Linked DNA regions of Mus musculus: all the other regions are linked to region 1. The links are chromatin contacts, called in public Hi-C and promoter capture Hi-C maps. All regions are on one chromosome and are shown on one strand. Each heading gives the region's core, a stretch centred on a gene start, on an enhancer-like site or on the middle of the called end of the contact. The rest is flanking DNA. Distances are from core to core; before and after follow the strand shown. Region 1 holds the start of Lysmd1 (LysM, putative peptidoglycan-binding, domain containing 1). Region 2 holds the start of Npr1 (natriuretic peptide receptor 1). Region 3 holds the start of Slc27a3 (solute carrier family 27 (fatty acid transporter), member 3).

The links. Promoter capture Hi-C pulls out the DNA fragments that hold promoters and counts their contacts. Hi-C and Micro-C count contacts between places; a contact is called where the count stands out from the background.
Region 2: a contact with region 1 is called in a Hi-C map of B cells, with 5 read pairs. The contact joins the promoter of Npr1 here to the promoter of Lysmd1 in region 1.
Region 3: a promoter capture Hi-C map of cranial neural crest shows a contact between it and region 1. The contact joins the promoter of Slc27a3 here to the promoter of Lysmd1 in region 1. A contact is called at or near these places in 3 of 39 promoter capture datasets (cranial neural crest, frontonasal cranial neural crest and second pharyngeal arch cranial neural crest) and 1 of 484 Hi-C or Micro-C datasets (B cells).

Annotation. Positions count from the first base shown.
Region 1 is chr3:95,132,524-95,135,596 of GRCm38.p6, forward strand. It overlaps Lysmd1 (LysM, putative peptidoglycan-binding, domain containing 1), which reads left to right and starts at 1,565. Exons shown (of 3, transcript NM_153121.2): 1 at 1,565-2,473. The coding sequence starts at 2,294. Scnm1 (sodium channel modifier 1) reads right to left here and starts at 1,489. Exons shown (of 7, transcript NM_027013.2): 1 at 1,322-1,489; 2 at 1,035-1,105; 3 at 677-765; 4 at 494-588; 5 at 302-390. The coding sequence starts at 1,372.
Region 2 is chr3:90,464,205-90,467,574 of GRCm38.p6, forward strand. Npr1 (natriuretic peptide receptor 1) reads right to left here and starts at 1,662. Exons shown (of 22, transcript NM_008727.5): 1 at 591-1,662. The coding sequence starts at 1,299.
Region 3 is chr3:90,387,904-90,391,253 of GRCm38.p6, forward strand. Slc27a3 (solute carrier family 27 (fatty acid transporter), member 3) reads right to left here and starts at 2,035. Exons shown (of 10, transcript NM_011988.3): 1 at 1,269-2,035; 2 at 787-996; 3 at 425-583. The coding sequence starts at 1,887.

The DNA of each region.
Region 1 (3,073 bases), core at 315-2,814:
ACGATTTCTTTTATATATATGAGTACACTGTAGCTGTCTTCAGACACCCCAGAAGAGGGCGCCAGATCTCATTATGGATGGTTGTGAACCATCATGTGGTTGCTGGGAATTGAACTCAGGACCTCTGGAAGAGCAGTCAGTGCTCTTAACTGCTGAGCCATCTGTCCAGCCCCTACCATCATTTAAAAAAAATATTTCCACAAGATTATTATTTCTCAGAATACAATCTGGAGAGCAATAACTTTAAAGTCATCTATTTCCTTCTACCCTTTTCCACTCCTGGCTTTCCCATTCCACGGACCTGTGCTTCCTCCGGCAGCAACTGTTATAGTGGGGAGCTCTGTGTAGAGCATTCTGGGTGATGATTCGAGTCTGGGTTAGCAAAGGAGCCTGGTGATGAAGAGACAGAGTTAGAGCTGTTAGGAGCAAACGTTCCCTCAAGCCTGTTGTGTGAAGTATAGCCCTGTCTAAACCACACCTGATGCCCTCTCACCTCAGTTTTGCTTTCTGTCTTCAATTCGTTCTGCTGTCTTGGATTTTGCTCTGTTCCCTTGCCTGTTTGCTTTTTGCCATAGAAAAGCTTCAGACCTGAGAACAAAAGCAAGGAGGAATGAAAAGCACAATGCCTGGTGGCTTGCTCTCCATCTCCCGCCCTCCCCACTTCTCTGATACTTACTGGACAAATGCTTCTTGCCTGCACGGTGGGCTGTCAACATGGCCAGCGTGTCTAGTACTGGTCGATGGGGGCAGATGGCACAAGCAAAGCTAGGGAAACGAGAAGTGAATGATGTGTGTGGTGTGTGGTGTGTATGTTGTGTGTTCGAGAGCCTGCAGTCGGGGTGTTCTTGCTATGGTGAGTAGGTCCTACTTCTGTCAGAGTACTCCACCACCAACTCCCAGGTTTCCCGATCTCCACCCCTTACACTTCACTTCCAGCCAAAGAGTCCTATTATACTCCTGAACTCCTTAGTGACAAAAGTTTGTTGAGCCTTTGATCCCCGAATCCCCAGGCTTGATCCACTCTTCGCTCTCACCGTCCATCCCGCAGCATCAGTGCCTCGTCCTCAGGGATGTAACTAGCCAGCAGGTCCCCAACTCTCCGTTTCTGCAGGGAGCAGGATAGGAGAAATGAGTAAGAGGGACGGATGGAAATGAAATAGTATGGATAAGGAGTCAAATGGCACACGGGGCTATGCAGATCATAGGGTAGTAGGGGTCACCACTCAGTTCTGGTCCCCTAAGCCCTCCCCTAGATGTCGCCAGAGCAACAAAACAAAACAACAGGGCGGCTGAAGGTGATCAGACTCTCACTAAGGCTTACTTTGAGCACATTGAGTTGACTCCAGTCGTCCCCTTCCCTCTTAAAAGACATAGCGACTGTGAGACTACGATAAATTCCCCTACGCCTACTTCGCTGCTCCTTTAGGCCACCGTAGAAAGAGTACACTATCGCCTTCTCTGCTTCCGGTTTCTTTCTTGTTGAATCTGTACTTCCGGGGATGATGTTCCACGCTTGCGTCGCGCGAACCGGAAGACCCGCCTCCAGCGCCCTGAGGGGGCCTGCATTTCCTACAATACTTTGAGACGCTGTGCCTTTTGGGAAATGAAGTCTTTTGGTTATTTATTTTATTTTTTTATTTTTTTGAAGAGCACACTGCTCACCTGGACACAGGACCTCACATCTCGAAGGATCCAGGTGTTCGGAGACTCAAGATCCTGTATGTGGAGCCGGAATTTCAGGGTGGGACCTTCCTGATGTGGAGCGAGGCGTCAGGGATCTCAGTGGACTATATACTACAAACTCTTGCTGTCCTCAGGCTCGTACTCCTCAGCCACAACCTACCTGGGGTGGGCCTTATTTGGAACAGAGAGGATGTGGGAGCACCCGGCATCCCGACTGTTGGATGTGGGGATACACTGAGGGAAGAGTGTTGATGAGGGTGTCTAGGGTTCAAAGGTCAGAGATCAGGCTTGCGAGGAGTTGGGGAGGGGGCGTCGAAAGTCAACCGGGTCAGCGACTGACAGCTCAGGGAAGATACTTATGGGTAAGGAGCTCGTGGAAAGAGAAATGTAACCGGCCTGGCAGACTTCTTAAGAGACGGACAGTAACTCCAGGCACGGCAAGAAGCAGCAAGAGGAGGACGACGAATGTAGTCTCTCGAGAGTCGGGAGACTGTAGAGAGACGAGAGAAGAGAAAACGAATTATCTGAATATCCATTCCTTGGGTTCGGCCGTCACTGTTACTTAGCTGGGCTTCCCTCAGTTGTGACCCTAGGTCTTGACAGTGAGGAGATGGCTTCTCCCTCTAGACAGCCTCCCCTCGGGGGGTCAGGGCTGCTGCATGGGAGCCGTGCTCGTTCTTATGGAAGCCTGGTACAATCATCCTGCTCCCCAGTGAGGGAAAGACGCCTGGAGCATCAATTGGAGCCTGGAGACACCCTGGCTGGATTAGCACTCAAATACGGGGTAACGGTGAGTCTTCCAGAATTGAGATAGTCCCGAGAAAGTGGGTGGCCCGCTAAGATGCCCCCTCTCACATTATTTAAATTCTATTATGGTCTGTTTTTTTTCTTCCTTATTTTGCTTTCACATCTCAGCAGAGCACTGTTGGGACAGATCTGCCCAACTATCCCAGTGGGAGGAGCAACTCCTGTAGATGGTGAGGGAGGTGGGTGAGTGGGGGCGGGGCTTACAGCCATTAACTGGACTTGTGTCCCTATCAACTTAAGACTGATAAACCAGTTTGATCAAGGTCGAATCACTTAAGTGTCAGAGTAAGGTTTCTGTCTGACTCTAAAGCCGGTACTATTAGCCATGCGGGGGTGGGGTAGGGGTGGGGGTGGGGATGTAGAGACTGGTAAGGAAGAGCTGACTTTTACTAGCACTCTGAAGGTGCCCATTTGTAGTTCTTATTTCCACCCCAAGGCTCTGTTTTCTTTGTGCAGAGGCACAAAACAAGTCCCCTCTACATACTTCAAGTGTTTCAGGTCATCTTTAGGAGAGGTTTGATGGGCATAAAAAATATCTTGCATTAAAGTTGCAGCCTTCCTGTCTATATCCTGTTTTACCACA
Region 2 (3,370 bases), core at 412-2,911, 4.7 Mb before region 1:
GGGCCTTGTCAAGAGAATGTGAAAGGTGGGAGAAGGAGGTATGAGGGATAGGAAGAGAGAGGAATGGGAGGAAGAAAGAGAAGGTGGGGCAAGGTGTGTGTGTGTGTGTGTGTGTGTGTGTGTGTGTGTGTATGTGTGTCTGTACATCTGTGTGAGTGTGTGTGTGTGTGTGTGTGGGGGGAGACGAGGACCAAGACTGCAGGAAGAATCAGAGAATAACCAGCCAGAGAAGGGACATGAGAGCTCGAGAGCTCATGTGGGAGCAATAGAAGTAACTGGAGGAAGAACGTGGTAAGTTAGAGGGAAAACAGCACGGAGAAGAGCCAGGAAGCTGAGGGCGCAGTAGAACTAGGCCCTTCAGCGCTTAAGTCAAGAAAGTCCGCAGCAGGAAGGTCACGGGAGACAGGAGGGGAGGGGGAGAGGGAAGGAATGCAAACCCGGCGCAGAGAGAAAGAACTAGAAACTCTGAGGTAGGAGTTGGGCAAGACTCTAAGAGGAGGAAGCCTGGCCCCCAGAGGCGGAATGCCAGGCTGTGGACTGGCCGGAGATCAGGCCGCGCGAGCCAGCCGTCTGGTGGGTGCCAGCCTCACCTCTGCCCTTGCGCTGCACGGTCCGCAGTAGCTTGGTGTAGTGGTCCGGGTCGCCCTCGACGAACTCCTGGTGATTTACTGTGATGTTGAGTCGCTCACGCACCCGCATGTACAGCCCCTCCACTATGAAGAAGCACGGCCGGTCGTCGCCCAGCCGATCTGCATAGAGCACAAGCGCCTGGTGCTCCCAGCCCAGCCGTCGATGCAGCGCCGTCACGAAGTCGCCCAGCTTGACATGGCTGGGTCCTGTGCGGGTGGTTAACGCGTACTCATCCTTCACCCCGATGCCCAGAGCCGGGGCGCCAGCCGTCAGCAGCGGCACCCGCCAGTGCGCGGTGAAGCGTCCCACCGGGGCAGCAGAGTATACGCAGCCGGGGCCCAGGAACACCGCGGGGCTGTGCTCCCACTTGAGATCCACCGCGGCCAGCGGTGCAGCGGTGTCGGAGCAGACGCCCGCCGCGTTCTCGCTGCTGCCCAGCACCATACGGACCGTCCAACCCGGCAGCAAGTCCGGCCGAGCCTTCACCCTCCCGAGAGCCAGTTCCACCGCCGGCCCTACACGCGCCCAAGACCACGGGTACGAGGTGTTGGTCAGCGGCAGCACCACGGCCACGGTCAGGTCGCTCGCGTGGCCGCTTCGGAGCAGCAGCAGCGGCGGTAGCAGCAGCAGCGCCCTTAGGCGCGGACGGACGCGTCGGGAACCCGGCATGGCCTCAGCGAGCGCAGCGACGGAGCAGCGCTGTCACCATGGTCTGATCGCCGTCCTCGGGCTCAGAGGCGAGGGTCGGGAGTCAAGAGCGCCCGAGCCGTAGCGAGGGAGGGGGCTGGGTTGAAGCCGCAGCGGCGAGAGCAAGCTGCCTGCCGAGGCTGCGACTGTCCCGCCGTCGAGCAGGAGCGCGGAATTGGGAGCGTCCGAGAGCGGAGGGTGCTTTAGAGCAGGTGAGAGCGAGCGCAGCACCCGAAGGGAGTCCGTGGAGAGCGAGAGAACGAGAGGGCGATCTAAGAAGAGCGAGGGGAGCGGGTGCGCCAGCGAGGAAAGGGGAGTGTGCGCTCGCGCTTGCCCCAGGAGTATGCCAGAAGGGGCGTCCGGCTGGCCCAAGTCTCCGGCCGTTCCGGAGGCGGGCGGGGGCGGGGTGGGGGGGGGGTGGGGGGGACGGGACCACAAGGTCCCGAGCCAGGCAGCGAATCCTCCCCTCCCAGATTCGGCGACAAGAGAGCCGGGGGAGCCAATCCCGGTCCTTTAACTCCTTCCTCCCAGCCCTGACTATGGCTGGTTCCCACCCTCGCGTGCGCCAGTTATTGCTGACCCTCTTCCCGCCGCGCTGTCCCTGCGCAAGGTTTCCCTCCCTTGGCAGCACCCGCGGGCGGGGCGCCTAGGCCGCGGGGGAACCAGGACTGAGGAAGGGTGTGAGGAAGCTGCCCCCCCTCGCCCCCTCCTATACCCCCCTTTTCTACCTGGCTCCTAGGGAAGAGGAAAGTAGAGGTTTGTTTGGATCTTGGCCGGGAAAGGTGTGTGTGGCTATAGGAGTTTGGGAGGGTTTCTGGAAAAGGCAATCAAGTAGAGGCGAGCCAGAGTCCGGGTTACCCAGTCCATCAATGAGTACCTCCCCTTTCTTCTTCGCCGCCTCCCAGATCCCGCAGATTAACAGAGCAAGATGACCAGGTGGGAGGGTGGAGTTAACTCTTTAGTTCCCCAAATAATGATGGAAACTGGGGAGAGAGAGTGGGTGGCTAGAGAAGAGATGTAACCTCGTGTGAGTGTTTTGTGTGGAAGATCATTAAAATAGGACTGTGAAGTTCTGGTTGGAAATGACCACGGGAAGAATAAATGAAGGAGCGAGTCTTTGGGACGGAACGCCATGGGATTAGTCTGCCCTCTAATGGTTATCCGCATTCATTAACCGTATTGCGCCATCAACTTCGCCAGCCTTGAGCCCGAACAGGATCTTAAGGTCAGCAAACATTTCAAGAGGACCAGCTGTGTCAAGTGCCAGTTAAATGCTGACGGCATAACGATGAAATATATAATATTATTATATATGTTTTGAGGACAAATAACCATAACACAATATACTTTAAGCACTGGAAAAAGAGACAGGGATATGCCCAGAGACCGAGATGAGAGCTATTAATTCTACCTGGATTGGAGCCAGGAAAACTTCCAAAGAGAGAAAAACTCACCGAGGGTCAAAGGATAAAAAAGGGTACTTGGGGCTGGAGATATAGTTCAATAGTTAAGAACGTTTATTGCCCTTCCAGAGAACCAGAGTTCCGTTCCCAGCACCTACATCAAGTGGCTCATAACCATTATTCCAGCATTCCAGCTCCAGGGGAACCTCTGGGGATCTCTCTCTCTCTCTCTCTCTCTCTCTCTCACACACACACACACACACACACATACATCTGGCATACAAACACATATGTATGATTTAAAATAAATCTAGTTAAGAAAGGAAAGAAAAAGGTATTATGTGGAGAAAGCAAACTGTTGAAGTCTATTTTCTATACATGAAGAGTTAGGATTTTTTATGGAGGCAGACTTGCAGTCTCTTTGTTTTATTTAATTATCTTTGTCCATACTAATTTTTATTTATTTATTTATTTATTTATTTTATTTATTTATTTATTTTTGGTTTTTCGAGACAGGGTTTCTCTGTGTAGCCCTGGCTGTCCTGGAACTCACTCTGTAGACCAGGCTGGCCTCGAACTCAGAAATCTGCCTGCCTCTGCCTCCTGAGTGCTGGGATCAAAGGCGAGCGCCACCACTGTTTGGCCTTAAG
Region 3 (3,350 bases), core at 785-3,284, 4.7 Mb before region 1:
TTTCTAGGTTGATACAACCCTTCTCTTTTGTTCCCTCTGAACCATGCAGCCTCCACAGTGGCTCGCCCTGAGGCTCTGAACTGTGTGACATTTCCTACTGTACAGGAGGGAATGCCTCACTCTACCTAGGATTCAGGACAACTCCCTGGCAAGGCTGGCATAGATTCAGCACTTCAGCACTTGCTAGAGCAGTGGCTCAGTGGCTCTCAACCTGTGGGTTGCAACTCTCTTGACTCCCATATCATATGCCTACATAACAGTAGTAAAATTGCAGTTACAAAGCAGCAACGGAGTAATTTGTGGTTTGGGGGTCACCACACCCTGAGGAACTGTGACATAGGGTTGCAGTATTAGGAAGGCTGAGAACCACTGTGCTAGAGGGAATATGTGAGAAACTGAATAATGCCCAAGGAGAGAGACTAACCAATGCCCAAGCAGCCCACAATGCCCAGAAGGGAGCCAGACATGTGGTACAGTGGGAGTGCGAGGTAGATCACGTCCTCCTGGTGGACTCCACACAGATGGTAGAATCCCTGGCACTGTAGAACCTTCAGATGACTGATTCGAGCAGCCTTGGGCAGGCCTGAAGGGTGGCAAGAGGGGCACAGTCAGGAAAAGGGTCTGAGCTGTGTCCTGGAAAAATAGGTATTTTGGGGACTGGAAGGAGAGAAGCTGTGCCTGGGATGGTGTCCAGGGTGATCTGAAAGTGACAAGCGTCCCAGTCCTCTCCCCAGACCTTGCCACCCTCTGCCTCAGTGTCTGAGAAGTATTGTATCCAGTCCTCACCAGTAGTGCCAGAGGTGAAGATGTACAGGCAGGTGTCCATTATGTTCTGGGGGGCAGAGAGGTACCCCGGCACTGGCTCATCCACTTGGTCTGCTGCTTCCGATAGCAAATTGCTGATTCCAGCTACATTAGTTTCAGGGCCCGTCGCCCATAGGTGGAGCCCCATGGCTCTCAAGGCCGGCAGGTCCGGCTCCAGGGACTCCAGGAACTCTACAAGGGTAGGCAAACCCAGCTTCGAGGTTCTCCAGCTACTCTAAAGCCTTCCATCACCTGGTTGGTTTGCTCTGTCCTTGTGCAATGCTCTAGGGTGAGGGTGGCAATGTGGGGATCCCACGTCTTGCCTGGGACCTGTAATCCGACGGCTTAAGAATTCTTTGGGTCTAGCACATCCCTCCCCAAACCCAGGCCTCTTTCTTATTCCCACTCACTTCTGCACCTCGGGTCTAGGGAGCAGGCGCGCCCTCTCTGGCTCGCAGCCTTACCTGTGGCCAGCACGAGCGCACTCGCACCGCAGCTGCGGAGGCAGTGCAGCAGGGGTCCTCGGCGTAAAGCGGTGGGCACAAAGGCCGTGCGCAGGCCAGCTTTGGCCAGTCCGAACCAAATCCAAAGGAAATCCGGGCCCGCTGGGAGGAGCAGCGCCACGGTCGCCCCGGGTGCCAGAGGGGGCGCGGTCGTCCCTCTAGCAGCCGCATCTCCAGCCGGAGGCGCCACGCGTGCGCCTTCCTCAGTGCTGCCCCTGCCCGAGCCTCGGCGGCCCCCGGTCCAGCCCCGTGCGCGCAGAAAGGCGCGAGCAATCCGGTTGCTCTCGCGCTCAGCCTCCGCGTAGCTAAAGCGCTGCGCGCCGTGGATGAGGAAGGTGTGTGTCGGCTGCTCCCGGGCCAGGTACGCGAGACGCCAGGCCAGACTGCACCCGCTCTCAGAGCTTTCGGGGTCGGCGGCCGCTGCGGCCAGCGCGCGTGCTCGAAGGGCCCTTTTGCAGCGGAGGGCGCGAACTGTGAAGGCCAGGTCGGCCGGCAGCCAGCGCAGCTGAGGCCAGACGTCTAGCTTCAGCAGCAGAGGCAGGAGCAAGAGTAAGGGCAGCAGCAGCAGGAGGGCCGCCATGGTGCCCTTTTCCTCTAGTCCGTCCCAGCAGCTCACACACACTCCAGGTGGTCCTTCCTGAAACACTAAGCCAGCTTTGGTCCGGCTCGGACAACCTTTCTTCCCGGGAACGTGGCGCGCGTGCGCTGGCACCCGCCCTTCCCACCCAGCTTCTGCGGTGTGGCGCGGGAGCCAGGAGTGCGAGAGTCGGGGGCGGCCCGGCCCTCCCCACAACCCAGGCCCCGCCCTAGGCGCACACGCTCCGGAATTTGACCGCTGGTGGCCAGCAGCCTGTCGGGTCCAAAGAGGTGCCTACCCTCCAACCCCACAGCTGTGCATTTTCATGGCCACCTAAGCTATTGGCTGGCTTATAGTCCTGGTCCTGGAGCCATTCAATCCTTTGATTGTTCTTTGTCACCCATGATGGGATGGTACCACTGCTCTCTTCCTAAGGCGACTGAAGAATCTGGCCCCTGGCCAGGTCGGGTCTGCAAGTCTGGGCAAAACAGCTGCCTCCAGCTACCAGCAGCAATAGCAACCCCCCAGGGAATGGGTGGGGGAGCCTGAGAATTAAGTTACGGGAAAGGTGGAGGCCAATCTGCCAGACTTGTGAAGGGAAGCCCTTCATTTTAGGCAAGGATACAATAATTGGGACCAGGCAGCAAATGTTTCCCATCCTGGTTTTAATCGGTGCAGTGGAAACTGGGGATGGGAAGAGGAAGAAAAAAGAGGCCTCTTGGTGGTTTAGAGTTTCAAAAGTAGTGGCTTTAAAAGAGCATGGATTCTCAGAAGAGGAAAATGTCCAGGCTGAATCAATGGAGTGTGTGCACTAAACCTAGCCTTTACCTCTCCTCAGCAAGGCATCGAATGTCCCTGGACAGGGAAGCTGAAAGCATGATCTGGGACTATCCTCTGCTGCTATATGGGGACAGTAAGCAGTCAGACTGGAAGAGCGTCTCCTGCCCTGGCATTTGAGCTTTCATCCTCTCTCCTTCAAAACTCAACGTAGAGCACCCTTCCCTGCCTAAACCCCTGGGAACAGTGCACTTACTAAAGTGAGGGGCGAATGCTGGCTTTGGAGGATATGGAGGTCTTAGGTGTGTGGATTATGTGCACGCTTGAGTGCACTTGTGTATTCATGGGGTGGAGGCCCAAGGTACAAGTCAGGAATCCTAGATCACTCTCCACCTCATTCGTCAAGGTAGGCTCTCTCAGCTGAACCCTGAGCTCACTGATAGCTAGCCAGCCATCTGACTCCAGGGACCCAGTCTCTGCCTTCTGAGCTCTGGGATCATAGGCAAGCCACCATAGAACTCTGGTCCTCATTCGTGTGTGGCAAGTTTTTTATCTACTAAGTAACCCCTCCCCTCCCCTTCCCACCCCACCCCACCTCCTAAAGATGAAGTTCCCGAGAAGCAATGGGCAAGGCCAGCCAGCCTGCAGGGAGATGGTGCCAGCATCAGCTTCTAAGTGGAAAGGTTAGA